Regions from separate parts of the Gossypium hirsutum genome. Here region 2 is linked to region 1. The links are chromatin contacts, called in public Hi-C maps. All regions are on one chromosome and are shown on one strand. Each heading gives the region's core, a stretch centred on a gene start, on an enhancer-like site or on the middle of the called end of the contact. The rest is flanking DNA. Distances are from core to core; before and after follow the strand shown. Region 1 has its middle 19 kb from the start of LOC121214713. Region 2 holds the start of LOC107909896 (a long non-coding RNA gene).

What was found. Hi-C and Micro-C count contacts between places; a contact is called where the count stands out from the background.
Region 2: a contact with region 1 is called in a Hi-C map of leaf, with 3 times the contacts expected there. The contact joins two enhancer-like sites. A contact is called at or near these places in 12 of 34 Hi-C or Micro-C datasets (anther, leaf, petal and 1 more).

The regions. Positions count from the first base shown.
Region 1 is chrD02:53,558,982-53,565,050 of Gossypium_hirsutum_v2.1, forward strand. No RefSeq gene overlaps it. Among protein-coding and RNA genes, the nearest start is that of LOC121214713, 19 kb to the right of the region's middle. Within about 2 kb of position 2,925, at least 1 of the 9 cell types and tissues checked has an H3K27ac peak or open chromatin away from gene starts, as enhancers often do. A contact at or near this core is called in leaf, where this site is marked.
Region 2 is chrD02:53,664,189-53,670,257 of Gossypium_hirsutum_v2.1, forward strand. It overlaps LOC107909896 (a long non-coding RNA gene), which reads right to left and starts at 6,062. Exons shown (of 2, transcript XR_001687397.2): 1 at 5,668-6,062; 2 at 4,999-5,403. Within about 2 kb of position 2,238, at least 2 of the 9 cell types and tissues checked have an H3K27ac peak or open chromatin away from gene starts, as enhancers often do. A contact at or near this core is called in leaf, where this site is marked.

The sequences.
Region 1 (6,069 bases), core at 1,675-4,174:
CGTACCGTCATCCCTTCTCCTTAGATTAAAAGGGCCCTATCGTTCCCTTTCGACACGGATTTGCCGATGCCTCTGCTCTTCCGACAACAAATATGGCTTGCCATAGATCCTAAACCATGGCATGTAACCCGACACCCACTCTAACTATAGGACAATGATTGGTTCACGAGTAGGTATATGATCATATCGATTTTCCCAAATTTTGATATATTTCGAGAAGAATACTGACCAATTCGTATTCATTTACTGTAAGTCGATTTTGTGCTCTATTTCGAGCACCTCAAGTGCCTTGGGAATCGATTGTCGAAATCCAAATTACCATAACACTCTATCCGTCTGGTGCATCTCGACGCAGCATAGTTGACCAATGAGACCTTAACATGCCAAATGTTCAGATTTTGAAAGAATTTATCCGGAATTATTGCCCAAATTGTCAGATCCTCATATGTTGTCCATTGAAACTATATGAACGTGATGAAAATATTAGTTATATACATAATACTAAACACTAAATATGAAACGACTGTTTTATGTATATATATATTATTTCATACTTACTTGCACTTCCGACCGTTGGTCTAATAGAAGCCGTATATCTTCAAGAGTGGTAGGTATTCCAACATAACTCGCCGAATGGTTCCACCTAATTAAATAAATTTTTAGCATACAATTTTATTTTAAATATAAATAATACTTGTAAAATCAAATAAAAATTTTACCTCGTTATGAGTGTGAATGTATATGGGTGGTTCACTCGATGACGTAAAAATAGAAAGCGAAACCGAGCCCATGATTGTAGTAGTGATAGGCAACCTCCGATTTTGGCTTTATTTGGTGGCATCGCCCTGCACATCTCCTAGTACAATGTTTCCAACACGGCAGACCCCCAACTAAATTCACCAGCTGCTCTAAAATCAACGAGTTTCAACAGCCACCTTAGATGTACGAGGTTTCGTGACAAGTCTGGCATCAAATAACCTCCAATCATCTTAAGGATGTATGCTCGAGCATATCGTATTCTTTCTACTTCAGTCAAATCATTCTCTGGCTCTGGGAATGTGTCTCGTAACCAACCCATCTCAATCCAACCTCTGTAAATATTATCCGGAATCACACCCAAAAAATTGTAGCATATAACTCCCCAATCAACAGATTGAACGGACCCGGTGAGTGCGGACCCATCCACTAGTAATCTCAATTGTAACTGTCCGTCCTTCAAAGTGATGGGACACTATCCGCATGGAAGATGGAATGTGTACGTTTCGGGTCTCCACCTCTTTATTAACGCATTGATGAGTTTTGGGTTCAACTTGCACACTCGGCCTATAGTAGCCACGTGCCAAAAACCCGCTTCTCTCATGTAATTTTCTATCAACGGTGATGGAGGACCAGACATATTACGAATATAACATTGTAACACCCGATCTACAGACAGTTATAAAAAATTATAAAATACAAATTAATTAAAATCACATAAGTGAAGAAAAATATTAAATAATATTTAAAAATTAAAATTAACTCTTACCATTTTCATTTGTTCGACAGAGATATGTTTATGATTGAGACGAATGAATTCTCTGGCCATTGCTAACACGATAAAATATTTTTGAAATTATAAAAAAATAATACTAATTTAAAAAGAAAATTAAAGGAAATAATTAATTCAATAGAGCTTTGAGAAATTTAGGGAGAAATTTGAGAGTTTTTTGCTAAATTTTGAAGAAATTTTGTGTGAAATAATAGGAGGGGGTTTTTATACTTTTTTTTTTACCATTGGACCCCTCCCAAACATAAAAAAAAGCTGTTGGGGACAAAAACATGGAGCAAAACGCTCCCCTGAGGGAGTGTTTTTGCCACATCAGCAAAGCGTGTCCATGTCAGTGCGTTTTGTGCTGACATGGCAAAAACGCTCCCTAGGGGCGCAATTTGCTGAAAATTTCACCTTAAAACGCCCTACGTGGACGCGTTTTGCCTAAATTGGCCCCTTTTTTTGTAAATAATGCAAAAATTGGCCCATTTCCGTAAATATACTTGGAAATAGGCCTTTATAGGTAAATTAGTCCATTTATTTTCTATCATATTACTAAATTGAAATTTAAAAATAATTATAGTATAATAGTAGTTGCGATAATTACATATTTAAAAAATTTATAATTTAATATAAAATTATTATTTTAAAATTTTGGTTAAAATAATTATAATAAAAGAAAAAATTGACGTAAAAAAGTTTTCTCAATTACAATAATTAAAAAAAAATTTACTTGATATTTTTTGTGTGCTACATATTAATTATATATTATTTGCAAATTATTATAGTCAATTTATTGACTATTAAGAAAAAAAAAATAAAAATTGAAGAATGAAGAGTTTATTTTACAATATATCATATTTTTATTTTTTGTACAAATGATTTAATAAAATTTTTATTAGAAATATATTTAAATAACGTTTATTAGTTATTCTTTTAAATAATGATTAAATGAAGTAAAAGTTAATTTATATGTTGAAAATAATAACAATTTTTAATTATTATTTGAATTTTAAAATATTATTAAAAATATTAATTGAACTACAAAATATTAATATTTTAATATGATATTAAAAATATCTTCTTATTATATTTTAATTATTAAATAAATTAATATATTTTAATTATATTTAACAATTTGAATAATGAATTAAAAATTAATTACAATAATTAAAAATATATTATTTAAAAACTAATTAAAAAGTTAAAAGTGAAAAACCACATGAAACTAGTATAATTTTGGATATTTATTCTAAAACAGTAAATCTTTAAGCATTTGTTAAATATATAAATAAGATTTTTAATGTTGATGAACAACAGGTTATCTATGCTCAAGTTTTGAATGCAGTGATGAAAGTCTTGTCAGTTTATAATCTTCATTTTCCATTTCTCAAAGATTTAATCTGGTTTGGACCTTAAGCCCATAAGATCACATCAATGGAGTCCATACATACTTGGACCCAAAGCTTAAGCTTTTGGGTTCTTAACACCCTCATTCCATTGAGAAAACACGAAATTAGCTGATTAAATAATCTAAATAAAACTATTTTAATAAATATAAAAATTAAGGAAATTGTTTTCTCTTTTCTTTTTCTACTTTGGAACAATAATGTTTGGGGTGATATCAGTTTGGTTCCGTAGACTTTTTTTTGGATTTTTGAACTATTCATCGTGATTTAATTTGGTTCGATTTTCAGTTTTTCCATATCAATGCTTTGTTTTGAATTTCTAGACTTATTTTGACAAAATGAATTTTGTTTTATGCCTTTTAAAAATTATTTAACAAAAGCCTTTTTCATAAATATTTCTAAAACCAATAATTTTTGAAAATCTTTTAAATTACTTTCCTTATTAAATATAAAATATTTATTTTAATATCATAAAAAATTAAAATTAATTATATATTAAATAAAGATAGATTTCGGTCCAATTTCGGGTAGCTACAAGTTTTAAATTTACATTTCATAAATTGTACAAACATGTTGATTCAAGTCGATTTTTAGTTTTTCTTGCTCAAACCTAAATAATTTTTTGTTTTTTTTAAAAAAAAAACTATCCTCCTTTACACATGAAAAACCATCCATCTTTTTTTATTCAATGGCAAAGAGGAGGATGATGAGGCTTGCTGCTGTTCGAGTGGGTGGTAGGGTCACAAAAAAAAGTTCATGTGCGGTAAGAGGACCCACTTACAGCCGAATAATGGACACAAATACAAATGGAGGGCTTGTCCTCTTTCAAGGACATGTTGCTTGCATTCTGTAGTAGAAAAACGAATGTCTTGAAATCGAAAAGGGCAATGATATTGAAATGCTAGATGAGGATTTCATCATGGAAAATGTGGATGGTGTGCCATCAATCTCCTTCTTTGAAAGGGTACGTAATTTAGTCAAACAAAGTATGAGAAAGACGATCGTCATAAAATTGCTTGGACGAAAGATTGTATTTAGTGTGCTCTTGAACAAAATCCAGGCACTTTGGAAGCTAGTGAAGGGGTTACAACTCATAGATCTTGATAATGAATACTACATTGTGAAATTTAAATAAAAAATAGATTATTCAAATGTTTTATCAAGAGGGCCAAGGATAGTGTTTGGCCTCACTGTACAACCTTGTTATGAGGAGTCCTCTACTTTGAAACCTCATTCAAATCACGTGGTAGTGTGGATACGATTATCAGGCCTTTCCAGCTCTTAGTACAAAAGGAGTTTGATAAATGTCATTGGGGAATTGATATGGGAAATGATGAAAATATATAATAATATCGATAGCGTAATAAAGGGGAGATTTGTAAGGTTAGCAGTGTCATTTGATTTAAGTAAACGATCAGTTTTTAAAATTAAGATTAACAAATCGCTATAAATGGCTGAATTCGAATCTCTATCTAACATTTATTTACTTATGATCTTTACTATCACATGATAGATATCTATCCTCTTTGAAAGAGGAATGATAATCTTGATGATAAATTGAGAAGGAACATATGTCAACTTTGGAGAAGACAATATACCATTTGGAAATATACAACAATTATGGTCCTTGTCTAATGAAAGACTCCAACTCCTCCTAAGAAACGTCTTGAAATTAAGCTTGGAAATAAAGAAATTTCAAATGTAGGATCAAGGTTTAATAGTTTAGCTAATTATCAAGATGAAATTGGCGTTGAGAAAAAAAGGGGTAATATGGGGATTCCAATTTTATCCTTACAGGGGTAAGGTTCGGCTTATTGTATGGGTTGAGGTAAAACTAATAAGAGGCCCAATGATAACTCAAAAGGCAAGGCTATTCAGACTAGCAAAGGGTCTATTAATAAACAAGTTTCTCAAATGCATGGTACAAAGAATGTATAGATCTCAATTAAAGTTGGGCCAAGCAAGGTCAAGTGATGGAAAATACAAGTTCAACCTGTGGTCATTTATCCATTACTACTGCTCTAAAAAGTATTCGTGAAGAGAGCATTACACTATCAATTTTACAGCTTGTAAATTTGAAATTTCCCTCAACTCCTAAAAGACATTATGTTGTTATCATTGATGAAATCTCAAATCCTAACACAGTGCATGTAGAGGGGTGTTGGAAAAATCCATTTAGAAAACAATAGTTTTTAGGCATAGTTTAAATTTTTTTAATATGAGTTGTTGTAATATTTATAATAATAAATATTAACCGAAATATATTTGTGCTTTGTACGAGTCAATTTAAAGTCAATCCTGACTTTCTACCGAATGACCTTTTTTGCTAATCTCAAACCATGAACTACTTTGAGTGTGGGCTCAAAATATATTGAATTAGTCACACAATATGAAAAACTTTATTAACTTTCAGTAGAAAAGTTAATTCTCTTATTAATCGTAATTATACATTTTTTCTAGAAAATATAATTTATTTTATAAAATAAATTACCACTATTTTCTAATAGAATAATAATGTATGTGAAGTGTGTCAATAACTCAACACATAGTTTCAATTTGAGTTGTGGACTATGCAAATATGTGAATGCTTAATGGGTACGCATGATGCATATTTATGTGCCTTTATGTTTAGATAAATTTTGTAATTTCATTTTTCCACGTTATTATTTTAAATGTGTGATAATTTTGTTGAGCTTTGTGATTGATTGCCTCTTCAAAGCAAAGTAAGTATAGTGATTTTCATTTAAGCTTACTAAGCATTTTATGCTCATGTGTTGGTGTCTTTGTACGTAGATATCAACTTTTAGATTCTTGAAGCCCTACTCAACCCTAGGATATCACACTATCAACATGACTATCAAGTGTATAAAAGTAGCATATTTGTAACTTATGGCATGTACTTAGAGTGTCTACATGTATAACATGTTAGTTTCATATATCATTTCGTTCTTGAAAAAATTGTTTATGTTCCATTGAGCTTGGAGGCCAATTTGATACTTTTAAACATGGGAATGTCTGAATATTTCCTTTGCAAGCATGCACATAGCTTTCTTTTGTTATGAGCTTTAATTAGTTGAAAATTAACCTTGTTTTGAATTAGATTATTTACATTTTTTATGATCTCCATGTTAT
Region 2 (6,069 bases), core at 988-3,487, 100 kb after region 1:
CTATAATGTGATATTTAAATAGATGCCACCTTAACTCTTACATAATATTTATAAAAAAAAACAATATGTATTTAGTATTTTTAATTTATTTTTACTATTTTAACTAAAATTATTTATTTTTATATAAAAATTAATTATGAATTAAAAAATAAAATTCGATTTGATTCAAGTAATTTTTTTAAAAATTGTATATAAAAAATCTTTCATACACCAACTCTTTTTTGTTTTGTTTTTTCAGCTCTACCTCTAGTGCTGCCCTTATAACTAAATTAACAATAAATCTCTCCGGAACAAAATTAAAATTTAGATATATTTATGGAAGTTTTAATTGACCATGAAGCAATTTATTTTTTAAAAAATATTATAATTTCAAATTTAATAAAAAGATTGAGGAGATTAAAATTCGAAGTATAAAAAGGCACAATGTCGCAATGTTGAGAACAATTATATAAACCTGTTTATAAGGAGAGGGCGACACTATTCTTATTTGAATTTACAAATCGGTATCAAGTATCAACCCAGATTTGATTTTAACGCATATCATGAGTTCAATTGACAATTATACAAAATAATTAGTTAAAATTTTATTTAAATTATGACACAGTCATTATATGAGTAAGAAAAACATGTAAAATAATATATTTGTAAAAGAAAATATAAAAAGACCATGGTTTAAATGATTAAATTAAAGCTTTGAAAATTAGTCTTCGGATTGGTTATTGCCCACCTTTTTCCTCTCCCATCAATCTTTTCTTTCTTTTTTCTTCTCATTCACTACACGTCTTCTCTCTTTTCAATTTGTAGATCTATTTTATGTGTATCTTTATTGTCTTCACAAGTTGTGATGGACAAATGACGGCGCTTGTCGTTCGTTAAAATTCCACTAGTCACCAGTAGTTTTTCTTGGAAAGTGGGTGACTCTTCGTTAACTTCTTAATTTGTTTCTGTTTTGAGAGTATTTTAGAATAATAAATGATTTCACGTATCAATTTGGACCAGTGTTGTCTTAAGTTTTATGTTTTTTTTTGTTTGTTTTTCTATTGTTTAATAAGTCTTCAGTTTTAAAAGTTTTTGCCTGCTGTCATAACACTTTTTTAGTCTTGTTTATGCATGTAATCTTAGTTTTACAAGTGATTTTAGAGATCATTTTGTTGTCCTCTCTAGTTTGGTGAATGCTCGGTTCATTTGTCAATTTTTTGCTCGTCGCTTTGGACCATATAGAGCTGATTTCCCTATCGTATTAAGTGTTTGCAATCACTCCAGATATGTCATGCTTGAGTTGTGACAAAGCCAATTGTTAACGTATCATAATGTTCTATTGATGCTGAGGCTAAAACCTTTGTTATGTTGATGGAGTTTGTCTTTTGCTATCTACGACGAGTGTTTGCTATTTTTTTCTCTGAATTATATGGTTCCATTTATTGAATGAATTAATGAATTTACCTTTAAAAAAATTAAAGCTTTGAAAATTATGATGTTATATGTTGAAATCCTGTCACATTGATACTTTTATATCGTTTGATATTTAAAATTTAATCTCTTTACTTTAATTTGAGACACTAAACCCTGCACTTTATTATTTAAAAATCTTTCCTTTCATCCGATTTGCAATTATAAAAAATAAAATTGGATGAACTTTTATATTTCTATAATTTTTTGAATTATTTGAATGAATCTTTAATGGAATGAAAATTCTTAAAATTCTTAAGATTTTTATTGAAAATTTAAAATTTTGTAATTTTTATGCATTTTTGAAAAAGTAAGAGCCAAATTTAAAAAAATTATAAATGTTGAGGGTTAAAAAGTTATTTTACCTTTTGTATAATTGTAAAATTGAATGGAAAATCAAGAATTTTAAATCAAAATTTAATGTTCCAAAATTAAAGTATAGGAACTAAAATTTTAAGATTAAAAAGGTAGAACAACTTTTCACATATTTGAACTAAACTTAAATAATAAAATAAAAATTTAAAAAAATTAATGTATTGATACAAGTACATATGCAATTTTTTTAAAAGTTAGAGGGCCTTGGAGAATCTGAAAGGAAATTAGAGGGTGAAATTTTATGGCATGTAAACTCTGATGATTGATTTGCTAACTTACCCATAGGATAGCACATATTTTAAATTTTGTTTTTTGAGTTTTCCCATTGTTTCAGTGAATAGATCTAAGTCACGAGTCATTCTCCAACATCGGTGTAGGATTTGACGTCAATTTTATGAAAGTGCAATTGTAATAAGCCCCACGGCCCATCAACTTTCCCTTTTTTATTGTTTGTAATTATTGAGTGGATTTTCACATCCTCCTGACAATGACACCTGGAATTGTACACTAAATATACCCATTACATCTACTCTACTTTTCCATTTCAAAAGCAAAAAGGGTTTTCATTTTCTTTTCCTTTTTCATATATTTAATTTGTTGACATGAAGGCCTACCAAAATATACACCCATTTGCACCAAGTACAAAGGAAAACAAACAAAAATCCAGCACAAAGGGTTTTAACTTTTAAGGGTAAATTACATTATTAGTCACTAAATTATAGGTAAGTTTTTGTTTTAGTCACTTAACTAACAGAAGTTACAATTTGGTCGCAGAACAATTTAAAAGTTTTTATTTAAGTTAAAGTCGATGTTTTATGCCTTTCTCTATTCACACTGCCTGCACTAATGGAAAACTCTCTTTCTCCTTCTCTTTTACAATTCAAGTTTTTTTTTCATGAGACAAGTTTAGATGTCACAAATCTGCAAACTAAAATTCAAACAGCTTTTTTCTCCAATGTCTGACACTAATTGTCAGATCGATTTGGATATAAGGCGTGTTCTTCTACTCATCGATGGGTATTGATCCACCATACCAATCATTGAATCATCGTTTGGAACTCGCTGGTGGAACTTTTAAAAAAAATTAATAGCCCAATAACTTAAATAAAAAATTTTAAATAGTTCAGTGACTTAAATGAAAACTTTCAAATAGTTTAATGACCAAATTGTAACTTTTATTAATTAAATGACCAAAGCAAAAATTTACTATTAATTTAGTGACTAATAATGTAGTTAGGTTAATTATGGTACTAATTTTTTCCTACCATAAGAAATTAATTGTCTCGCAAAATGCTTAAGATATCAAGAAAAACAAATTCATTAATTTTTTAAAGGGAAATTCATTACTTCATTCCATGAACGAGACTATACAACTCAAGGAGAAAAAACAACAAACACCCATTGTAGACGATGAAGGACAAGCTTCATCAACACAATAAAGGCTTCAACCTCAACATCAAATGAACATTATGGCACGTTGACAATTGGTTTTATCACAACTCAAGCAAGACATATTTGGAGTAATTGCAAGCACTTAATACAATAAGGAATTCAACCTCGGATGGTCCAAAGCGACGGTAAAAAATCAGTAAAAGAACAGAGCATCCACAAAACTGGAGAGAACGACCACAAAACCATCCCTAAAATCACTTACAAAAGCAAAACTACATGCATAAGCAAGACTAAAAAGCGTGCTACAAGCGCACACAAAAACTTCTAAAAATGAAGACTTATTAAACAATGGAAAATAAAAAATATATATATAAAACTTAAGACAATACGTCCAAACCTATTCGTGAAATCATTTATTATTCTGAAATACTTTCAAAACAAAAACAAATTAAGAAGTCGATGGAACAACGACCCAAATTCCAAGAGAAATTGTTGTTGGTCGGTGGAATTTTAGCAACGACATGCACCATCATCTGTCCATCACAACTTGTAAAGACAGTAAAAATACCCACAAAATATATTTATAAACTGAAAAGAGAGAAAACACATAGAGTGAATAAGGAGAAAAAAGATAAAAAAATTAATAGGAGGGAGAAAAAAGCATACGGTAACAAGCTCGGATACTGACAAAACAAAAGAAAAACAACAAAGAAATTGAAATTATTTTTCCACAATTACTTTATTTAAAGTTGTCTAAGCTTACATTCAATAATGTAAATTCATTATTGATTGGCGTTTAATACTATATTAATCTATGCGTGGATAATACGTTAATAACCTTTTGTAAATTTTAGTTTGTGTTATTAATAAATTTATATCTTAAAAAAAAGAGTATATTTTCAAAAAAATATATACTCTTGATTTAGAGTTAGAAAGCTTACCACTTTAATCTTCAAATTTGAATTTTGTGAGTTCAAATGTTGAATTAGAAAATGGTTGAAAACTTTTAAATTCAATAATTAAAAAATAACCAATTTGAGGATACATAAAGATTTTTAATTTGAGTAGATTCCACAAATACCAACTTCACCTTATATCTCTTTTAAATTTTCATGTGGGTCTCCTCTCTTTCATTTATATCCAAATCTAACTTCTATCCCCAACTTAATATTTTTCTTAAAAATGCAAAGAATACCCTTTCTTAATCTACCAATTCAATTATGATTTGGTTTTGACCAGAAACAATACTAATTCTGATCAATAATAATAATTAGAAATTAAATTTATGTTAACTAAACAATATTAAAAATAAACTAAATCCGAGACAACAATAATTTTGTAAAATCAAAAATTCTAGAGAGGAAAAAAGCCCAAATTTGTAATCTGACTTATCTTTGGGCATTATTGGACTAAAAGGAAAACCCATTTACTTATAATGTGGGCTGACATTTCTTGTCTAGGAAGCTATTCCTAATCCAATTAGGTATAAATTTTAAAATTATATATGAATTTAGTTTAATGTGTAATTTGATTCATAAATTTTAATTTAATGTAATAACAGATGAAGCTTTTACTGTTGTTCAAATGTGTATAGGAAACTTTAATTTTGATTCAATCATACACATTTAAAGAAATAAATACATTAATATTTTTATATTGGATAAATATTTTTTTTTTCATTATATAAACTTAAAATGATGTTACATCAATAATTGTGTTCATAATTTGTGAGAATTTGACCAAATTAAAATTTCATATATAAAATTGCACAAAATCAAAGTTCATGTACAATTTTGAGATTTATCTCTTTCTGAAGTTACTAGAATATATAAAATAAATTTCAAGGTTTTTTTAATTGAGTTTCTTGTATAGACTTTGTAACGCCCCAAAATTTAGGGGGTTAGACAAAATGAATCATCAAAAAATAAGCCTTAGTCTTGATGGTTAAGAGCTTAGGATATTGCCTAGAGAATAGGTTCAAGCCATACTCTCTCTATTTTTCCTGTAATACCCAATTGTTGCCCGGGCCCAAATTAGCCAATCAATTCCAATTACATTTGGCCCAATAAGGCCCAAGTCACTAACCCAAACCCCAAACCCTAGCCTAACCCTAAGTAACAGTTAGCAGCAACCTCCAGCGCCGTGCACGCCCCACGCCGCAGCAACCCCCACGCTGTTTCCACGTACCTGCAACAAATAAACCACGAACAACAAACAAAAAAGAGGAAATATAGAAAAATTGTAAAAATTTTAGTTTTTGGGGCTGTAGAGATTCGGCTATAAAGGAGCGAATTGTTTTTTGTAAAAGGCTAGGAGTTTTGAAAAAAACTTTTGAAAAGAAATCAAAGGAAAAAAGAAAATTTTGGAAGGTTTGTTTTTTGGGTCTTTCTTTTACTATTTTTTTATTTTATAAAAAACAAAATAAACGGAAAGGAGTAGTGGAAGACTCACCGTCGTGGTGTCGTCGGAGAACCCCTTCGTTTCGTCGCCATCAGAGCGCGATGGGTTTGAAACGGCAGAGAAGGAAGAAGGCTACGACGCATTTGTTTGGAATGGCAGAAAGGAGAAAATGCTCAAGGTTCTAAAAATGGGGTTTTATAGGGCATTAAACGACGTCGTTTGGGGCCTGTTTCAGTGGCCCCAAAACGGCGCCGTATTGCCTATACCCGAGTGTGACCCGACCCGTTTTCTTAAGATCCGTGTGTTTTATTTCAATGGACTATTTGCGCAATTAGTCCTTCTTATTTTATGGTGTTTTTAAATTATTATTTTTTACTTCTTTTAAATTTTGCAACATATTTTATTACTGTTTCAATTTAATCCGAGTTGCTGCACAGCGTTTTGGAGGGCGGG